2 separate regions of the Mus musculus genome follow, and region 2 is linked to region 1. The links are chromatin contacts, called in public Hi-C maps. All regions are on one chromosome and are shown on one strand. Each heading gives the region's core, a stretch centred on a gene start, on an enhancer-like site or on the middle of the called end of the contact. The rest is flanking DNA. Distances are from core to core; before and after follow the strand shown. Region 1 has its middle 78 kb from the start of Plppr4. Region 2 overlaps Snx7 (sorting nexin 7).

Evidence for each region. A called contact is a pair of places that touch in the nucleus more often than the background predicts.
Region 2: a Hi-C map of cortical neurons shows a contact between it and region 1, with 5 times the contacts expected there. The contact joins two enhancer-like sites. A contact is called at or near these places in 1 of 39 promoter capture datasets (hippocampal neurons) and 5 of 484 Hi-C or Micro-C datasets (the N1E-115 cell line, cerebellar granule neurons, cerebellum and 1 more).

The regions. Positions count from the first base shown.
Region 1 is chr3:117,437,181-117,440,632 of GRCm38.p6, forward strand. No RefSeq gene overlaps it. Among named protein-coding and RNA genes, the nearest start is that of Plppr4, 78 kb to the left of the region's middle. Within about 2 kb of position 1,776, at least 52 of the 459 cell types and tissues checked have an H3K27ac peak or open chromatin away from gene starts, as enhancers often do. A contact at or near this core is called in cortical neurons and hippocampal neurons, where this site is marked.
Region 2 is chr3:117,787,445-117,790,896 of GRCm38.p6, forward strand. The region is part of intron 8 of Snx7 (sorting nexin 7); the gene reads right to left. Among named protein-coding and RNA genes, the nearest start is that of Gm52614, 67 kb to the right of the region's middle. Within about 2 kb of position 1,542, at least 9 of the 459 cell types and tissues checked have an H3K27ac peak or open chromatin away from gene starts, as enhancers often do. A contact at or near this core is called in cortical neurons and hippocampal neurons, where this site is marked.

The sequences.
Region 1 (3,452 bases), core at 526-3,025:
TGTATTCACGTATGTGGAGGCCAGTGGACAATTGTGATTTTCATTCCTCAGGCACTCCCTGAATTAATTTCTTTTTAAAGGAACCACTGGCATGGTTGTCAGGGAACTTCTGCTGGCTGTTGAATGAGCCCCAGCGATAGACTCATCTGACTCTCCCTCCCCAGGGCTGAGATTACGAACAACCACTACAGGCTCTTTGTAATGTGGGTTCTGGGGTATCTATTCTGCAGATCCTCACATCTGCAAAGCAAACATCGTCTGCACTGAGCCACTACCCTAGCCTGGTGGGATGGCTATTTTTGGTTGTCAACATGACAACATCTGGAATTAACTAAACCCCCAGTGGCTGGGCACATCTCTGAGGGGTTTTGACTGGGAAGATCTACTTCACCTCTGGGTCTTTGAAATGTGAAGATCCACCTTTAGTCCGGGCCACACCTTCTGCAATCAGCATGTGTAAAGAACGTGGAAGAAGGACGCTTGCTTGCCCTCTTTACCTGCTCGCTCTCACTGGCATTAGAGCCTACTTCCTGTCTACTGGAGTCTCTGTTCTGCTAGAGAACCCAGACTAATGCACCCTATTAATGAATTAAAGAAGCAACACAATTGGTCTCCACTCACCATTTCAATTATTTTAATGTATCCTGTATCCTAATATACAGAAAACCTCTTCCTCTTCTTCCTCCTCCTCGTCCTCTTTCTCCTCCACTTCTGCTTCTGCCCTGTTTCTGCTTTTTCTGTTTCTTCTCCTCCTCTTTCTCCTCCTTCTCTTTCTCCTACTCATCCTTTTCCTCTTCCTCCTCCTCTTCTTCCTCCTCTTCCTCCCCCTCTTCCTTCTTCCTCCCTCCTCCCTCCCCCCCCTCTTTCTTTCTTCTCACCTTGGATATTTTGAAGTCCTAAAAAAATTTAAACACTCCCTGCAGGAGAGAGGTAAGCTGGGTCCTACAACCTTCCTCAAATGGCAAGTGAACAATCTCAGTACTGTTTTTCCAAAGAGGAAAAGGATCTCTCAGGCTGCAGACTAGGGTATCACAGGACCCCTAGGAAGTCACTACATGTTCTGGACCATCTGCTCAAAATCTAATTGCTAATGGATGAACAGCTTTTGTTTTCTTTTGACCCACAAATACAGCAAGTCTTAAGAGGGGACCAAGCTAGGATTTTTGAGACTGTCCGGGACAAAGCAAAAGAGAATAGCAATAACTCCAGTACATAGGGGCACATATATCTTTTCATTTACATGGAAATTATGTGAAACCTTTTCAAATCCGTGCTTCTCCATCCATCAATAACTTAGCTTCAGTAATCAGAATCAAATTTTAATTTCTTTTAAAAAATGAATAACAGTCACGATTCATATATATATATATATATATATATTCTCTCCAAAATACATTTATATGTATTCTCTCCAAAAAAGATGATGCTGTCTCTTTAATTGTGCTTGGAGCCGAAAAGGTTGTCATGGAGATGGGAATCTGTGCTAGGCTGCTCCACTTCCCTGGCCTTGTTCTGAGCCTGAAGTGGAAGGTTCTATTGTTAGGGTGGGATTCAACATCTGCTAATCGAACCTGTTTTTAATTTTTAAACACATTCTTGTTCCTGTTGGTATCTATTCTCTCATGAAAACAATGCAGATGCTGAACCGACGATAATAAAAAGGATTTAGATTGACATGCCTTCTGTTTGTGATTGCTGCAGACCACACAAAGATGGTGTCCTGCAGATACACGGTTACCCACCATAGTTTGGAGACGTCTGCCACCTCGTGGTAGCAGTCGGAAATGCTGAATAACACTGAATCGTAGAAATTAGGAAGTAGAAAAACACCGACCACCCCAGTAAATACACTCTTCCCTTTTGTCAGCTGTAGCACAGTTCTGATTTTCCAATAATAATTGTTAGTTTTGGAAAACAGTGTTTTTCTATTTGTTGATTTCATTTAATATTTGCAATTTTTGACAATAACACTATTTATGTCTGTATTTTTTGTTTTAACAGCAAACACATCTATAGTGATGCTGATTTTAGTGTCTGATGCTCCTTTTTCCTTCATCCTTTCCATTTGGTTGAGATATATACTGCTATCCTTTTCTGACTCAGTTTTTGCCTTACTGTTTGTTTAGTGTCTAGTTGCTTGTATCGTTTTTTTCTAGTTTCTTTGCATTTCATTTGAAGTTCTTAAGTTTCTTCATAAGTCCCCTTACACCTGCATATTATTCTGTATGTTTTCATCTGGACATGACTTTACATGCTTTATGTATTTTGGTATGATCTTTATCATTTATTTCCAAGCATTGAAAAATTGTTATCAAAGATACCTTTTCTAGTGGGGATATTATTTTTAAACACATAGAAAATACTAAAGTTTCTTCTCACTTGTTGTTACCTATTTATTTTTCATTAATTCTTTCTGCAGAGAATAGGCCTGTGAGCAGTGTTTACTCCTTGGAGTGTTTCTTCACACCGTTACCTGGATGCTCAGATCCCATGTCAGCCAAACGCTTGCCAGTTCTTTTCTTCCTGTGCTCCTCTATGCAGAATACCTTGCCCTCTCGTATTCTCACAACATTTTGGACTTTTAAAAGTGACAATCCTGATTCCATTATATTCTAAGCATGTGTGTGTTTGTGGTGTGTGTGTGTTGTTGTTGTTGTGTGTCTGTGGTGTGTGTGTCTGTTTGTGGTGTGTGTGTGTGTGTATGTGTGTATGGTGTGTGCGGTGTGTGTGTGGTGTGTGTGGTGTGTGTGTGTAGTGTGTGCTGTGTGTGTGTGTGGTGTGTGGTGTGTGTGTGTGTGTGGTGTGTGTGTGTGTGGTGTGTGGTGTGTGTGGTGTGTATGGTGTGGTGTGGTGTGGTGTGTGTGTGTGTGTGTGTGTGTGTGTGTGTGTGTATACTTCCTTCCCTCAGAGTAATGCTATTACTCTTATCCTCTGTTGTATTTTTTTTAAGACGACTAATTCTCTGCCTTCCACCTTTGAGCCACCTCTTGAACACTCAGCTGTGATTTCTCTTTTTCTTGTTTTTCCTCAGCAGGATGTGACTCCTGCTGCAGGCTTTTTGGACAGGTAGCTTCTTCTGCTTTGAATATTACTCTTTTCTTCCTGTCCTACCTCCTAGCTCATCACTTGGGTTTCAGTTCGGCTGTCTCCTGAGGGAGATTTTCACCTAGTGGACAAAGTGATGTGTGTTCACTTTGGAACACTCCCATTCCCATGTACATCTTGTTTTCTGATTGTCAATTACTTGGGTGATTACTCTGTTCATGTCTGTCTTGTCTAGTAGTAAGGGAAGGCTTTAGTGACCGAGCACAATCAGCTGCTAACAGAACCCTTTCTCCCCTCCCCCTCCCGAGCACAATCAGCTGATAACAGAACCCTTTCTCCCCTCCCCCTCCCGAGCACAATCAGCTGATAACAGAACCCTTTCTCCCCTCCCCCTCTTTTCTTCTAGT
Region 2 (3,452 bases), core at 292-2,791, 350 kb after region 1:
TTGACCTCCCAGGCATGCCCTGGTGCACACACACCTCCACCCAAGTGAAATAATACATGTTAAAACCGATTCACAGAATACTGTGCTGTTTCTTCCCAAGGACACACAGGGAATGCTCCACACTATGGGAGGCTAAGTAAGGTGGTAGATGTGTGCTAGCCAGGATGGGGCGGAACTGAAAACAAGGTTCACCACAAATCCTCTGTAAGCGAAAATCCAGCAAGTATTCTCCCAAGGTGACTGTGTTCTATAGCCAAAGGGCAAACACTAAAACTCTCCGAGAGCAGAGAACTCTGAGACAGTAGCTGGGAAACAGACCCAAAGTACGAACACAAGATGCTACGAAAGGTGAGCTTTAATTCCAAAACTAACTTTTAGTTTTAGAGTAAGTCCCTTGCTGCTTCGGCAGAGGTGATGACATTTTGCTACCAGAACAGGCAAATGTCTCCTTAGTTCCCAGGTGCACGGTAATCCCACAAGCAGATGTGATCAAGCTTTATAAAGATTCAGTGCTGACAGGAATGTTCCCGTAGATGCAACAGCTTTCCTCAGAAGTGTCCACATCTAGGAGTTGGTATCGAACTTGTGTCACCTTGTGGAATGTAAGGAGGTCTATGCCACACTGTGACTATCTGTCTTGCTTGGCGTTTTTACCCACTTGTAGAATAAATGGGTTTACACTAAAAAGGAAGGTTCCAGAGTCTGACTGAGGCTAACAAGAAATTGGTGAACGGAATTACATAAGATTTACAATTTTGTCTAGTTCTGCTTACCTAGAGACATTATAAAATATAGTGACCATAAATTTTTAAGCACTCCCCCAAGTATTTGGTATTTGCAGGATAATTACCATCATATGGTTTCCAAAAGCAACACCCAGAGGCACATGAGACATCATTTCAGTCATCACCATAGTTACTACTCTTAGCCTACACTGAATGACTGCTTCTTAAGTGGTAGACGTTCAGTCTGCAGCTTTTCTTTCATTTAGGAGCTTTGAAGCCTGTTTTCTATACTGCAGTTTCAGACTCAAGTAAAACAAGTAATCAGGCCTGGTGGCACAAAACCTAATATCAGATAGGCAGGAGAATTGCAACTTCAAAGCATGGATAGACCACAGAGTGTTCAAGGCCAGGCTGGGCAAGCCAGTGAGTCTCTGCTTCAAAACAAAAATGTGCTAATATTCAAATATTCTGCATGTTGCTCAGTGGCAGAAAACTTGCTGGCCTTCGAAAGGCCCAGAGTTCAATTCCCTGTACTGCTGAAAAGAAGAACAAACAAACACACAGCAGAAACAACCAAATCAAACCAAACCAAACCATACAAACAGGAAGAGAACTGGGAAGAGGAACCTCACTTTTGTAAAAGTCTAAATGCAGATTCTGAGAGCTATCTTGCAAGTTTTAACCTGAGAAATATGAGCAACTTTAAAATAACAGGACTTAAACACTGCTTTTCTGCAATTACAATGTAAGCTGTGTGTGCGCAGCTCAGCAGCTGCAAGGGTTAAAGTAAAAAGACTCATTAGCTACAGACGCCATCTCGTGGCCCACTTATTTATTATTCCGTAGTCTTCTGTGTATGCCTAACTCAAAGGCAGACAAAGGCAGAGGTGGCTCAGGTACTATTTATTTGATCTTTCTCACTTCTGCACATGGGTTACTGGGGCAGTGAAATATTACAAATATTTCTTGGAGAAACCAATCCAAGGGCCTGAATTTGCATTCACAGTCTGTCAACTCCTGTATTCTCCTCACTCCAAAATTGGCTTTTGATGTAATCGGCCAATTACACGAGGCTCATCAGCTTAGAAGTGGCCATTTCCAAGTTTACTTTCTCAAGCTTATTTTTGTTTAACCATATATTGACCTACAGATAATGATAGTGAAAACATTCACCTTTCTTCTCATTAAATAATTGATCAAAGCACAGCAATACTATTTTGGTACTTCATTTTAAAGCATCTCCCATGCTTTCTTCTTTCGTTCTGCTAAAGGCTTATGGTGCGTGTGTATGTATGTGAGCGTGTGCGTGCATGGGGGTGTGTATGTGTGTGAGTGTGTGTGTGCATGGGGGTGTGTATATATGTAAGCACGAGTGTCTGGTGGGACATAGGAGAAGATCGTTATTTTGCACGTTATTTTGCACTTACCTATGAGCCAATGAACATCATCGGAACATGATTAGCATTTTCTAATAGGTATGTAGCAATGCTGACAGCCAATTCTAAATTTTTCATTAGCTGACTCACCCCTTTTAAGATGTGATACCCTTGTATATATCCTCTGTATTTTCTAAAGTATTGAATCCATCCTAGCCTCTTCCTACTAAATCTCTAAAGAGCTAAGTCTCAGAAATGCAAGCCTTGTTCAAAGTCTAACAAAGGCAGATGCTTATGTTTCCCCCCCTCATGGTATATATGAACTCATTCTCGTTAGCATGGATAATTGAGAAATGATTATATTACAGGACATAAAGTGGCGAGGAGACTATTTTAATAGAAGCTTAGAGACAGCAGAAAACTCCAAAATACCAAAAATGTTTACTAATTATAAGAGCCAAAATTTTTTTAAAAGGCACAATTATGTAGAATAGTGACGTGGATTACTACTTTTGAATGTCTAATTTGGATAGCAATCATCACCACTATTTTGTTTTTGTTTTTGTTTGTTTGTTTGTTTTTGGTTAATTTCAGAGTCTACCCGGGAAGGTAACATGTAGCACAGGATGCCCTGATGTAGCACAGGCTGCCCTGAAAGTCATGGTAATTCTTTGGCGTCACCTTTCCAAAGTACTGCAATTATAGGCATACACTACCACACCTGGCCATGCTTTAATATTAAACGTACATTTCTTTGAGTTCAGTTTCCAATTCTTTTCTCTTTGTTTATACAAAATTTCTAGTGACCATTTTCCCACCTGTTAAAGTAGCTTTCTAGTATCTACAAAAGCTTTGTTCCCTGCCATCTTTCTTCTGGTGAAGGGAGAGCATACCATGGGAATTGACCCTAGTGAGCAGTCCAAAATAATTAAAAAATCAAAAGAAACCATTCATTGTGAATTGGGGTCTATAGTCAATAAGAACAGAAATATTAACATCCTAAGGCCATAGGATTTCCTCTTCTCTTGCTTCATTCATTCTTATTGAATACCTCTGGTTTTATTTGAAATAAGAACTAATTGCTCACAAGAAATATTTTTCTATGACATAGACGACATAAAGGCTGACAGAGTGAATCACTAAGCAATCAATAATGTTGCTCTGGCTTTAAAAGCGAGGAAGGAGCTTCTAGCTATTTAATAGATGACCTTCACATGGCACCGAGATAAAAAGAGGTGGCTGTTTTCTATTTGGTGATGGTGACCGCACTCATGTGAGTTGGATGCTCATACAGAAACTCTAGAGTGAGCCTGAATTTCCTATCCCTGAGATGGTTTGGCTTCTAGTAGTG